Regions from separate parts of the Xenopus laevis genome. Here region 1 is linked to region 2. A link is a contact called in public Hi-C data. All regions are on one chromosome and are shown on one strand. Each heading gives the region's core, a stretch centred on a gene start, on an enhancer-like site or on the middle of the called end of the contact. The rest is flanking DNA. Distances are from core to core; before and after follow the strand shown. Region 1 has its middle 21 kb from the start of LOC108701070. Region 2 has its middle 28 kb from the start of phf20.L.

Region 1 (2,700 bases), core at 160-2,659, 110 kb before region 2:
CTATGCTGTTCACTTTCAAACTTGCAGTACGCTGCTCAACACCAGGGCCGCCATTAGTAGTTCACGGGGCCCCGTACAACAAAACTTTTGGGGCCCCCTGGGACTTAAATTTCGGCTGTTTTTGTGACTTTGGGTCTTTTCGCCGCTTCAGGGCTTCAATTTCGGCTGTTTTTGTGACTTCGGGTCTTTTCGCTGCTTCGGGAGTTCGGCTGTTTTCGTGGCTTCGGGTCTTTTCGCCGCTTTGGGATTTCTGAACTTTTGGCACTTTAGGCACCGCATTTGGGCTGTTTGGGACTTCGGAAATGGCCACACTGCTTCGGTGCTGTCAAGGGGTGCAGCACTGCCGGGTCCCCCTTCAGGCCTGGGCCCGGGACACTTGTACCCCTGTCCCCCTTTGATTTCGGTCCTGCTCAACACTAAAGGCCCCCATACACGGGGCAATAAAGCTGCCGACAGACCAAGTCGGCAGTTTATTGACCCCTGTGTGGGGCCATTCATGGAAAGTCGGGCAGATGCCAATCGGGCAGGTTAAAAAATCCTGTTGGATGCCACATCTTTTCGTTGATGCAACCAACTGTTTGGCCTCCAATCTGATTGTTGGACCCTAGGGCCCAATGACTGGATCAGCTCGATATCGGCCACTTCAATGTAGGCATATAGGGGAGAGATCCGCCTATTTGACGACATCGCCAAATGAGCAGATCTCCCTGTGGATGGCCACCTTAAGGGGCAGATTTATTAACCATCAAATTGAAAATTTGATTTAGAATTTTCTAATTTTTTTTCAACTCTCAAATTCGAATTGTGAATTATCCAACTCGATTTGAGTTTTAATTCGAATTCAAATTTCAAGATTTAGCATACTCTGTCCCTTTAAGAACTCAAATTTGACTATTCGCAACCTAAAACCTGCCGATTCGATAAGTCAATGGGAGACGTCCAACTTGATTCAAGTTTTCGAGGCCGTAAAATTCATCCAAGTTTTAGATATTAGATCTTTTATTATAAAGAACCCCCAGTTGAATTTCGAATATATTTGAATATAATAGAGTTTTGAATAACTCACATGAATTCGAAATTCGACCTTTAATAAATGTGCCTCTAAATGCTGATTGGTTGCTACTGGCAACTGTACTTGTGCAATGTATTGCCTGTAAATCAGCCCTCAAATTAGCATTTGTACTTGTCAGTCCCATGCAAATTGCAGAGCCAGTTTTTCTTGCTGAACCTTTGCGATAGTGGTGTTATGTCTGGCGCCAATAATGGTGTTTCAGCAGACACAAGTCCATATAGCCCCTAACAAGCCCAATAAAAAATGACTGTCTATGGCATCTTACCACAACCCCTCTGGCATTTGACAGAACCTACAGATTGCCAGTCCAGGCCTGCTCCCCAGTTCATAATTATTCAGATTATCTGTCAGGTTTCAAAAGGCTGAAACCCAAACTGACAGTTGGACCCGAACAGTCCTAGGAAACACTGAACTGTTTGGTTCAAAACCGAGCAGATGGCAACCCTAATCCTAGCAGAAATGTTGTTGTTGTTTGTTGCTTTGTCCTGTGTATAAAATAATTCTGACTAATGGCTCAGGAATAAGTCGTGGGTGCTCATTTGTAATGCTGATCCTGTACCAGAAAAACCAGCTTGTCTTTCGTTGGCCAGAATAATAAGACAGATACTGGAGGTGTAGGAGTGAAGACTGCAATTTAAACAAACTGCAGCATGTCCATTGTGTAAAGAAAAGAGAAAGGAATTTGTACATGCAAATGTCATTAGGCAAATAACCTGTACTTTTCGGGACCATAAAGGAGAAAAATAAAGGGGACCCCCACCCAAAAACTGCAATTCTAATCATCTCTTATAAGTTTGAAAGCAGTTTGTGACTGGCTGCTTATATTCTCTGTACAGCTGCTTCTGACTCCTGAAACAATAGACCTGGAGGAAATATGACCCATACACAGTGTTGGACTGGGACACCAGGGGCCCACCCAAAAACCTTAGATCAGGGGCCCACTCTTGGTACTATTATTATTCGTCTCCTCACTCAAACTCTATTCTCCTAGTCTCTTTTCTTTACATACTATAATCTATTATTCCATCTATTTAGCCTCTTTGTTCTCATAGAAATAGGGAATGGCCATGAAATAGGCCAAATATTTAGCAGCATGAGAGCCACGGACACCTGGGCCCACCGGGAGTTTTCCTGGTATCCCTGTGGGCCAGTCCGACACTGCACATACAAGACTAAAGCTGGCCATAGATACAAATATCCGACCGTTTGAGTTCTCGAACGATCGGACTTCCCCATCTCCAGACCTGCCATTCCAATCAAATAATGTACAAAAGAACAGATCAGCCGATGTTCTGCCCCTGACAGCAATCGTACGAAAGTTATGTCCGACCAATGCTAGTGACAGTCTCCCTCGGAAAATCGTATGATCGACAATATATGCAGAGATATTACCGACAGAAATCTTTTAACTTGTATGATCTACCAAACAACCGATTTCCGTGGGACGAAAAATGTCGGGACTCTCCACACACGGTCCGAAAATTGTACGAATCCTCGATTCGCACGATCGGATCTTTGCGTCTATGGCCAGCTTCAGACGCATTGAAAAGAAGGAACCGAATTCAGATTATTTATTACAAATAGCCTTATCACCGAGAATGTTTAACGTAGATTAGAAAGTGCTTAGA
Region 2 (2,700 bases), core at 73-2,572:
CTATGTATAACAACATCTGCTGATCTAATCTTGAAAAGAACTAAGCCTCCTCACTATAGACTAAGGGGGGAATTCACAAAAGTGTCGGTAAAAAAAGTAACCCAGAAGTGGCGGTCGACAAATTTGTAAAATGTCGTATGAACGGCAAATTCACAAAGGCAGATGTTACCATCTCTGAATGTCTCGTAAGTCTGACAATTTTCTAAAATGTCGTATATCTTTTCATCGTACAAACGACATTTACCAAGACTTTTTAAACGACAATTTGTCTGACATTTTCATTTTGGAGAGCCTAAAGTGTCTGAAAAATTGTCCGTAAAAAAAATGAGTTTACGAGTAATTCATAAAAATGGCGGGAAAAGTGGCGCCGAAAAAACCACGCCCACTTTTAACGACACAAATTCAAAAGTGTCGCACATGTCGGAAAATTGGCGGAGAAATGCTCTGTGAATTTGTCGGCTGTTGCTACGACACTTTCTACGACATTTTAAAGACATTTTTTCGTTCCCGACACTTTTGTGAATTCCCCCCTATTAGTCTGATTACTCATTCCTTTTCAGTTAAAGTTGAATTAGTTGAATTGTGATTATTATGGTTCATGTCTAAAGCTCTAAACCTGAGCATAACAATAAAGACATTGGGAATGAAGGTGTCACGGTCGGCACCCAACACCAGAACAAATGCCAAGCACCCTGGTCTCGGCTCGTGCTTCACCTGTAGTGTGACCACCTTTGGCCTCGGGAGGAGCCCTCAGCTACTTGGATGCCACCAGGACTTAAATGAGAGGTGCAAGGCTAGAGGTTCTGGATAGGCAGAGGGGCACGACTGTTAGCTAGAGTCTTTGGGCAGAAGGCCGTAATACAAGGCGTTAGGCAATAGAGTAGCCAGATCAGGCTGGCTCGAGGCAGGCAGAGAATAGCGTAGTCAGGCAGGCAAGGGTCAAACCTGGATATCAATCAGAGGGGTTACGCAGAAGAGGTAGTCGGTGTTCAGGCAAGGGTCAGGAATCAGAGGTCAGAATAGTCAGAAGCCAGGCAGGGGTCACAACAGGAATCAATAAAGAGTAAACAGAAGCTCAAAAGCACAGAAGCACCAGGAACAAGATCCTATAACGGGCAATGTGAAAAATCCAAACTGCGCCTTTAATACTTTTAAATTTCGCGCCACTGCGCCGCGCACCTAAACCCTTCCCCATTTGCGGGCCAGAAAAGCAGCGTGGAGGGCGTCCCCGCCGAGAGGGCTGCAGGCGTCCCTGCAGACCCCCTCCCGCTAGACCACCAGGTATAGTTGTTACAGAAGGTTAGGAATCCCTGGCCTAGTTGTTAATCTCTCTTATTAAAAGATTTCTTGTTTTTCAACGTTTTAAATAGTTAATTGTTAAAGACTCAATGCCCCTGTATGTAAGTCGTTAGGATAGTGTTTCAGTCCGGCTTGTGGCCTAGTCTCTAGGAGGATTGATCCTAATTAATAGACATGAGGCAAAATAACACCATTATCAGAGTTAAGCCGGCCATAGATGCAAAGATCTGATCGTTTGTTCGAATCCTTGAACGATCAGACTTATCGTCCGAAAATTGAGGATTCGTACAATTGGATCTTTACGTCTATGGCCGTCTTAAATTAGCACACGCACATTCTGGATAGTGTACCTCTGGGTTATTTTCATGGGCAGGCACTTGTAATTCGAAATATGTGTTAGCTAACACCTGGTACCATGAAATCATAGTGCTTTATTTACAAAAGACAAAGTCATGTTCTACAGTGAATTTCTGTTAGCCAATCATCATTTTGCATTAAATATGATATCATTATCTGGATTATACAATGTTTGTATCTTATCTTAAAGTAGCTATCTTATTTGACTTCACATTGTTGTCGGCAAGAATCAGTTAAAACATAATTGCCTGTTGTATTTAATCAGTATATACTGTGTCTGATTGGATCTCAGCCAGTTCTTTACTAAGGCTGAGGGCACACAGGGCATACTGTCTGGTTCTTTTAACCTGTGTTTTGTATGCAGGTGGAGAGCGGCAGATCAGCTCCTCTCGGGTCACATCTATATCTCTACTGACAGTTGCAACATCGGCCTGAGTGCAGCTAAACTGAGCAGAAATCAGCCCAAAAATACACAAATAAAGAGAAACAGACTGTACCCGTGTGCCCTCAGCCATTGCGTGAAAAGCTCTGCTCTGTCTTTGGAAAACATGATGTTTTTAGTTACTGTGTGTTTTCAGTCTGTACCAAGTGCTCCCTCTCCTGGAGAAACCAAGTCATGTTACACAAACAGCTACACGTGTTTCTAGACATAAGGATACGCTTAAAACAAATTGAAATTATTGTTTTTTAACCCATAAGAACTGCAAAGTTTAAACATACGTTGCCCTTATTTGCATGACTAGGTTGTTGCAATCAGATATATAAAAAAACAAATCCTCATGTTACATAACAACAAAAGTTTTCACCTTTTCCAGTCTACAGAAAATAGTGTGCAATTAATACAAGGGAACAACACACAACACAAATGGAAAAATGTGTATTTCAGTATGCCAGCTATCCACTTTTTGTCTTAAAGGGATTGTTCAATCAATTTTTAGTTGTGTAAAGTGTGATAAAAGAGACAATTTGCAGTTGTTTATATTTATTTTATTTGTGGGTTATTTAGCTGTTTATTCAGCAGCTCTTCAGTTTGCAATTTCAGCA

Evidence for each region. A called contact is a pair of places that touch in the nucleus more often than the background predicts.
Region 1: a contact with region 2 is called in a Hi-C map of the XL177 cell line, with 4 times the contacts expected there. The contact joins two enhancer-like sites. A contact is called at or near these places in 3 of 4 Hi-C or Micro-C datasets (the XL177 cell line, the XTC cell line and animal cap).

What each region holds. Positions count from the first base shown.
Region 1 is chr9_10L:43,909,475-43,912,174 of Xenopus_laevis_v10.1, reverse strand. No RefSeq gene overlaps it. Among protein-coding and RNA genes, the nearest start is that of LOC108701070, 21 kb to the right of the region's middle. Within about 2 kb of position 1,409, at least 2 of the 7 cell types and tissues checked have an H3K27ac peak or open chromatin away from gene starts, as enhancers often do.
Region 2 is chr9_10L:43,799,768-43,802,467 of Xenopus_laevis_v10.1, reverse strand. No RefSeq gene overlaps it. Among protein-coding and RNA genes, the nearest start is that of phf20.L, 28 kb to the right of the region's middle. Within about 2 kb of position 1,322, at least 1 of the 7 cell types and tissues checked has an H3K27ac peak or open chromatin away from gene starts, as enhancers often do.